Linked DNA regions of Mus musculus: region 2 is linked to region 1. The links are chromatin contacts, called in public Hi-C maps. All regions are on one chromosome and are shown on one strand. The core of a region is the stretch at or near the end of the contact, and the rest is flanking DNA. Distances in the headings are between cores, read along the strand shown. Region 1 holds the start of Smoc1 (SPARC related modular calcium binding 1). Region 2 overlaps Smoc1 (SPARC related modular calcium binding 1).

Region 1 (3,032 bases), core at 47-2,546:
CTCAGAAGTCAAATCCTTGCTATTTTCCCAGAGAGATTCTCGCAGAATGGGAGCGGGCAAGCTGCTACCCAGAGGTCCGGCTTCTGATCTTACTGACCCTGATCCTTGCCCAGAGACTGCCTCCCTTACGTGTTGCCAAAGGAACCTCTAGGTGGTTTAACAAATACATTTTTAAGGCAGTGAAATTCTTTATTAGACCATTAGGAGGGAGCAGGGAGAACAATAATCTAGACCAGAAATGAGCACGGTGCTGCTGGTTCCCGTTTTTTTTACAATGCCCTGGACAACCCGTCCTGTGCACAGAATTGGCACATTTCGTGTGGTTCAGAAACTCCAATCAGATCAAGGTTCAACCGATCCAACCCAGGGGAGAAGTTCTTCCGAACTTCTCCACGGCTCCCTACCCCTGCCACTCCTCCAGGGCCAGGCCAGCAGGAGGGGGGCATTAAAATTATCTGCTGTGGGTTTTACGAGCAGCGATTGCTTTTTAAAACAACAACAACACAAGGTCCTTGTGTGGCTCGCGGGTAACCTAAAACTCTCTAGGCAGAGTGCCCCCCCCCGCCCCTTCTACACACACACACACACACACACACACACCCTCTGCCTGCCAAGAAAGCCAGCTCGAGGGACTGGTGCAGCGACAACATAGGGAAACTCTGCTCCAGCCAAGGCCGAGATCCCACCGACCTAGGAGGCCCAGGAGAAAAACCTCAGGAGAAGTTCGAGAAAGAAAACCCACCGGTGACAGGTCGTGGGGAGTCAGTGCTACAAGAAAAGGCGGGGAAGGAGGGGGGCAATGAAATTTTATTTCAGCAACTTCTCCAAGAGGCCTGCAAGGGACTAGACGGTAAAGTCGAGGACAAGGTCTGACACCTCCCTTCCCCCTCCTGTAGATGAGCGGCCAAGCGCAGGTGGGCGCGCGCAGCTGGGAGACGCACTTACCCTGGGGCCGGTGGTGCGGTGGCCGCCGGCCGGGGACAGCTGCACCAACACGAGCAGCAAGTGGGGCGTGAGCAGACGGACGCGCGCGGGCAGCATGGTGCCAGCGGAGCCGGGCAGCCACGAGCGGGCAGCGGGCAGGGGGGCTCAGGCTAGCTTCAAAGCACTTGGGGAGGTGGGGACCCTTGCAGCAGCTGGGAGTGGCCGAAGAGCCAGCGGCAGGGGCTGGAGGAGCCTGCGCCCGGGGTCACGGTCATGAACGGCGGAGGCCCGGAGCTGGAGTGCGAGCGTGTGCTCTGCGCGTGGCGCCTGCTGCGCTCGGCGTGGCCGCGGCGACAGCAGGTTGGATGCGGGAGCTCGGGCCATGGGAATTCCCGTTATAAACCCCGGGAGGGGAGGGGCGGGGCCCGGAGAGGCTGACTGACGGGTCGAGAGGCCTGTAGCAGCCGACCCTCCGGCAGGTGGAAGCCAATGGGAGAGAGATGAGAGGGGCGGTTCGTGGTCAGTACCCCACCCCACCCCCACCCCCACCCCCACCCCCACCCCCACCCCCCACCCCCCCAGGAGCTACACTGGCTTCCCGGCCACAGTGGGCTCCAGCAGAGGCTGGGATAAAGAGTAACTTTTTCTCAGCAAGTCCTCGCTGGGAACCTCCGCGCGCTCCAGCAGCCTCAGTCCCTCCTGAATGGTCACCTGGATAGTAAAGAAGCCTTACACACTTATCGTGTGTTAGTTCTTAGGCTTGAGTTGTCGCAACAGCTCCATGAAGCAGGCAGGGAAAATAGCTCCAAATGACCCAAAGTCCTTGAGAAATGTTTCCCGGAGGCCGCAAAATCAAGGGCAACCTGGGGAACCACCAGGTGCGGCCCACAGAGTGAGCTGCGACCTACGGGAAGAGGTATTCATTTATTTCAAAAAGAAAAAAAAAATCTCCTTACGGGTGACACCCAAGTTCCACAGCGGCTGCCTGAGATAATTCTGACGGAGGCGAACCGAAGCAGCCTAAGGTGGGTCCCCCGAGGGTCCAGTAAACTACCCCTATGGCCCTATGGTCCATGTGACCTGCGGTCAGAACCCGGGCATCTTGGCTAATCAGTCTGAACTTAAAGAACACAGGAGCAGCTTCTCTGTGGCCTAACAACGCTGGGGCGGAGGCCGGGGAGGAGAGGGCAGTCCCAGGAATCCTGGTCCCATATTGGGAGGAGGAAAGTTATGAATGGAGGAGATGGAGGAGTGTTCTGTGAGCACAGATATCCTAGAGACCTCCAAGGAGCAATTTCCTGGGAGCCCAAGCCTGGATTGTATAGGTCAGCTCTAAGCAGGCCTATCAGGTGCTAGAGCTCTTTCCATAGTGGTCCAAGAGGCCACCCTGAAAATGGTAACAGCTACATCGCATCACACACACTCACTTCAACCCAACAAAGTGTCTGCTGCCTTCCCCGCAAGAGACCCGTGATTATCTCCAAAAGTGGAACACAACTCTTCGTGCTTGATTTCCACCGGTCCAGGCCCGTCCCTTCGTGAAGAAAGATCCATTTCTCTAACCAGATTGAAATAAAGCCCAGGTTTCACAGCTCCCTGACTGCCCTGAGAGGTCCTGACAAAGATTAGCTCTGCTCCCTTCCAGCTTCTCTTCTCGATTATAAGAGCAAGCTAACCCTAACCCCCATCTGGCTGCATACAGACAGCCTTCACCCTACAGCCAGCCAGTCTTCCTGAACAACAAACCAGAATGCACCACTCTCTGTTCAAGGGGCTTTGCACCTCCCCCATCAGCCTCAGACGGGAATGTCCAGGCAAGAATAAAGGGTTCTTCAAACTAAAATGAAGCACATTTCTAAAAAAAAAAAAAGTGTCATGTCTCTCCCACCTGGACTCAGTGGCTTGATCATATTTTAGAGCCAGAACCCACCACCACTGCCATGGGGGTGAAATTCCAGTTCTGCCATCTAGTGGTAAAACCTTGAACTCACTCTGTTTTCCCCCTCTGTAAAATGGGAGCAAAAAATGGCGTCCATGCCATGTGTGTCTATGTGTATGTTATTGCCAAGACTAAAGGAGATTAAAGTGAGTATAGCCCTTAAAATGGT
Region 2 (3,277 bases), core at 64-2,563, 130 kb before region 1:
TCAGTTAGAAATGCAGGTAAGTAAGATGAGGCAGCCTTGAGTCTCAGATCAATAGGCCGCACCTACAGCTGAAAGACACAAAAGCAGGGCTTCCCATGACAGTCTCCAGGCAGAATTCTTTTTAAGTCTTGGAACTGATTGCTTACATCGCAATTGCGAGGCAGTCCTGGGCCAAACAACAGAGTCAGGCTGCTCAGCCAAATGGACATACTAAAGGAAGTGAAGCAGCATAAAAACTTCAGGAAAGATGAGACAAATACCTAGAAAACCTGAGGAGTCGTGAGCCAGATATGGTGGTACATATCTGGAATCTCAGCAAAGGTCAGAGGTGGATGGAGTGGAGGAGCTAAAGAAGAAAGATCAGGAGTCTGAAGCTAGCCTGGGCTACATTGTGAGATCTTATATCAAGAACACAAACAAAAAACTGCAGCCTGGGAGGATGCTCTGACCAAGGAAGTTGTCTCTCTGGATAAATACCTAGTAGTTCTTTAAAGGAGCCTCTTTAGTCCTCCTGAGAGTTGCTTATGTTGTTGCAATAAACAATGAGAGACAGCAGGGATTGTAGGACTTAGGACAGTGTCTGGAGAGAGGAGGACCCAGCATGGGACTGTGGGTGACAAAACATTCTAGGAGGATGCCATAAAAAAAGTGCTGGGGGCTCGTATGAGCCAGGGCTGCTGAATGGTTATATACTGAGTTTGATACCATATTAGGCTCTGAGAAGGCCAGGAAATTTCTGAGAATTATATGATCCATTAGGAAGAACTAACCCTGATATGTCAGCCTATCCTCACTCAAGGTCTTTCTCTGTCCCTGAAGCCATCCAAGGGCTCCTCATTGGAAGGAGGCCAGGGAGCAGCCCTGGCTCTGCTGAGAGCCTTCGTACTGTGACTCTAACCAACTGTAAGTGCTTACAGGTTAGGACTTCATCACCTCCCTCCTGCCCACCTCTTTTTTTTAAAAAAATTATTTATTATACATAAGTACACTGTAGCTGCCTTCAGACACACCAGAAAAGGGCGTCAGATCTCATTATGGGTGGTTGTGAGCCACTATGTGGCTGCTGGGATTTGAACTCAGGACCTTCGGAAGAGCAGTCAGTGCTCTTACCAGCTGAGCCATCTTGCCAGCCCCCCTGCTCACCTCTTCACCACCCCCATCTCTGGTTTGTTTCTCCCTCAGAGAACCATGGACTTTCACGGAGAAAGAATTCATGAGGGGATTTAGTCCAAGGATTTTATTCTAGCCAATGCTGCAGAGAGGAGACCCACAGATAGCAGATGAGCGCCCCCCAGTGGTGATGAGACTGCAGGGGCTGACCCCAGCTCATCCTGGGAAATGCGCACCCTCAACCCTCAGCCCCTCGAGACTGCATGCTCTTATGGGGGTAAACATCAAGAAAAGGTGATTCGGCCTGGGAAAAGGAGGGGAGCTTGCTTACATTTGTTGCAAAAGGAATCATCTTGCTAGGCCAAGAATATTAAGGAAAACACTGGCCTTGTGTCAACAGCAATGACCTTAAAACCTCTTCAAATACCTCCTGCCCTTCTCATTTCTTATCAAAAATGAATGAAATGCTGAACAATAACCCACAATAACAAGCCATACATTTTTAAAAAGAATCTTTCTAAATAGTGACATGAAACTCCAGGGTGCATAAGGAACCGTGTAGCTCCTATCACAGGCTTCTCCAGGTCTGAGAGCACATGGGTGTCTGGTACTGGGGCTACCCCAGGGCAGCCTAGTGGCTGAGAATCTGGAGAAGAGGCAGACTGCAGGAAAAGGACAGACAACAAGGAAGGCCTGGGCTTTATGGCCCTGCCTTTACTGTTGAAAGGGCTGGTGTGGGAACCGGAAGTGTGGTGCCGAGGGGTGGGGGAGGTCCAGTTAGAGTCATAATCTTTAGGAATGATTTATAGAACATCACTGAGCTACCCTTTCTGTTTATGCAGCCACATGGAGTCTTGGCACCTATGGCTTCAAGTCATTTATATGAATAGGTTGTTTTTCTTACTGTGGACTTTGCAATTTTTTTTCAAGAGGGGCTAAGTGCCGCCCCCCCCCCCCCAGGATAATTTTCCGAGAACCTTTCACCATTGGGTTTTCCATCACCTCTGTCAGTGAGGGCCACTTGGCCAAAGGCAATTCCCAGCTCTCCATTTTGTGTGTCATCTTGGAGTCATCTGTGTGGCCTTGAGAGCCCCACAGAGAGGGAGAGTCCACAGAGCCACTGCTCCTAGCTCCCTTCAGAACAAAAGACAGGCTATCTGCTAAGAAAAGGAGAGGCCCAGAGGAGAGACCAGTGCAGGGAAAAGGCAAAAAGCCATCTACTAACAGAATAAAGTTACCCTCTCTTTGTTCAAACCAGTATAGAAGTGGGGACTCAGAAACAGAATTTGCACAGATTTTATAAAGACACCTCTTCCATTGCAATAGGTTTTTTCATCCCTATCTTAAAAATGAAAACAGACAAACAAACAAAACTGTTTCACTGAAAAATATGCCCAGAATGGAAGTAAAAAAAAATGACATCATCCCTCATTCAAATCTTGAAAGGGACCTTAGAGAATGCTCTTGGAGGACCCGCCCTATCCCATGAGCCAACTAGTTAAGAAAGGATCACTTAAGTTCTGTCCCAGAGGGAGACATTGGGATGCTGTATAATCTCAACTGGATGGCTGTTCCCCAAAGCCAGAAGGAACTTGGAGCGTTCAGATGGAATGCTCCAGGAGCAGAAGACAAAGCTGAGGAGACCTGGGCTTCCATGGCCCTGCATCTGAAGTCAGGATGTGTCCATCACTCTGACTCCTGTACACTTCACCCAAGGGACTCACACAGCAGAAGACTTTGTAGACGTCAGAAGCAGTCAGAACGGGGGCAGTGTAGCACGGTAGTCAAGAACGTAGTCTTTGGGTTTCTCCCACTTGATCTTGATCTTGCACAGTCTCAAAGTTCCTTACCTGTGCCAGCAGAGTAGCCCCTACACATGCCCCACAGCTATGTCTGATAAGATGGGACTTAAGCTGTAGCTCAATGGTAGGGTGCTTACTTAGCACATATAAGGCATCAGTTTAGATACCTGACACCGCAAATGAAAGTACAACATTTACCCTGGCGCTACAGTAAACTGGACAGTGGTAGCTGCTATTATAATTAACTAGTCTAAGGTGGCAGTGTCCTCAACTCCATGTGGACTATATCCAACATCCTAATTCCCATGTTTAACGGGGCTCCTCAATTGACCTGTAATGGCAGACCAAGGACCAGGTTATGGGAG

The links. Hi-C and Micro-C count contacts between places; a contact is called where the count stands out from the background.
Region 2: a contact with region 1 is called in a Hi-C map of Sertoli cells, with 1.7 times the contacts expected there. The contact joins the enhancer-like site here to the promoter of Smoc1 in region 1. A contact is called at or near these places in 20 of 39 promoter capture datasets (the 3T3-L1 cell line, 3T3-L1-derived adipocytes, the C10 cell line and 13 more), 1 of 15 datasets of contacts at CTCF or cohesin (large pre-B cells), 18 of 484 Hi-C or Micro-C datasets (the AtT-20 cell line, the NIH/3T3 cell line, Sertoli cells and 8 more), 27 of 115 datasets of contacts at active chromatin or transcription factors (the NIH/3T3 cell line, T-cell acute lymphoblastic leukemia, craniofacial prominence and 17 more) and 4 of 9 other capture datasets (adipose tissue, liver, macrophages and 1 more).

What each region holds. Positions count from the first base shown.
Region 1 is chr12:81,025,072-81,028,103 of GRCm38.p6, reverse strand. Smoc1 (SPARC related modular calcium binding 1) reads right to left here and starts at 1,296. Exons shown (of 13, transcript NM_022316.2): 1 at 946-1,296. The coding sequence starts at 1,041.
Region 2 is chr12:81,159,072-81,162,348 of GRCm38.p6, reverse strand. The region is part of intron 7 of Smoc1 (SPARC related modular calcium binding 1); the gene reads right to left. Among named protein-coding and RNA genes, the nearest start is that of Mir3067, 5.4 kb to the left of the region's middle. Within about 2 kb of position 1,313, at least 9 of the 459 cell types and tissues checked have an H3K27ac peak or open chromatin away from gene starts, as enhancers often do. A contact at or near this core is called in Sertoli cells and granulosa cells, where this site is marked.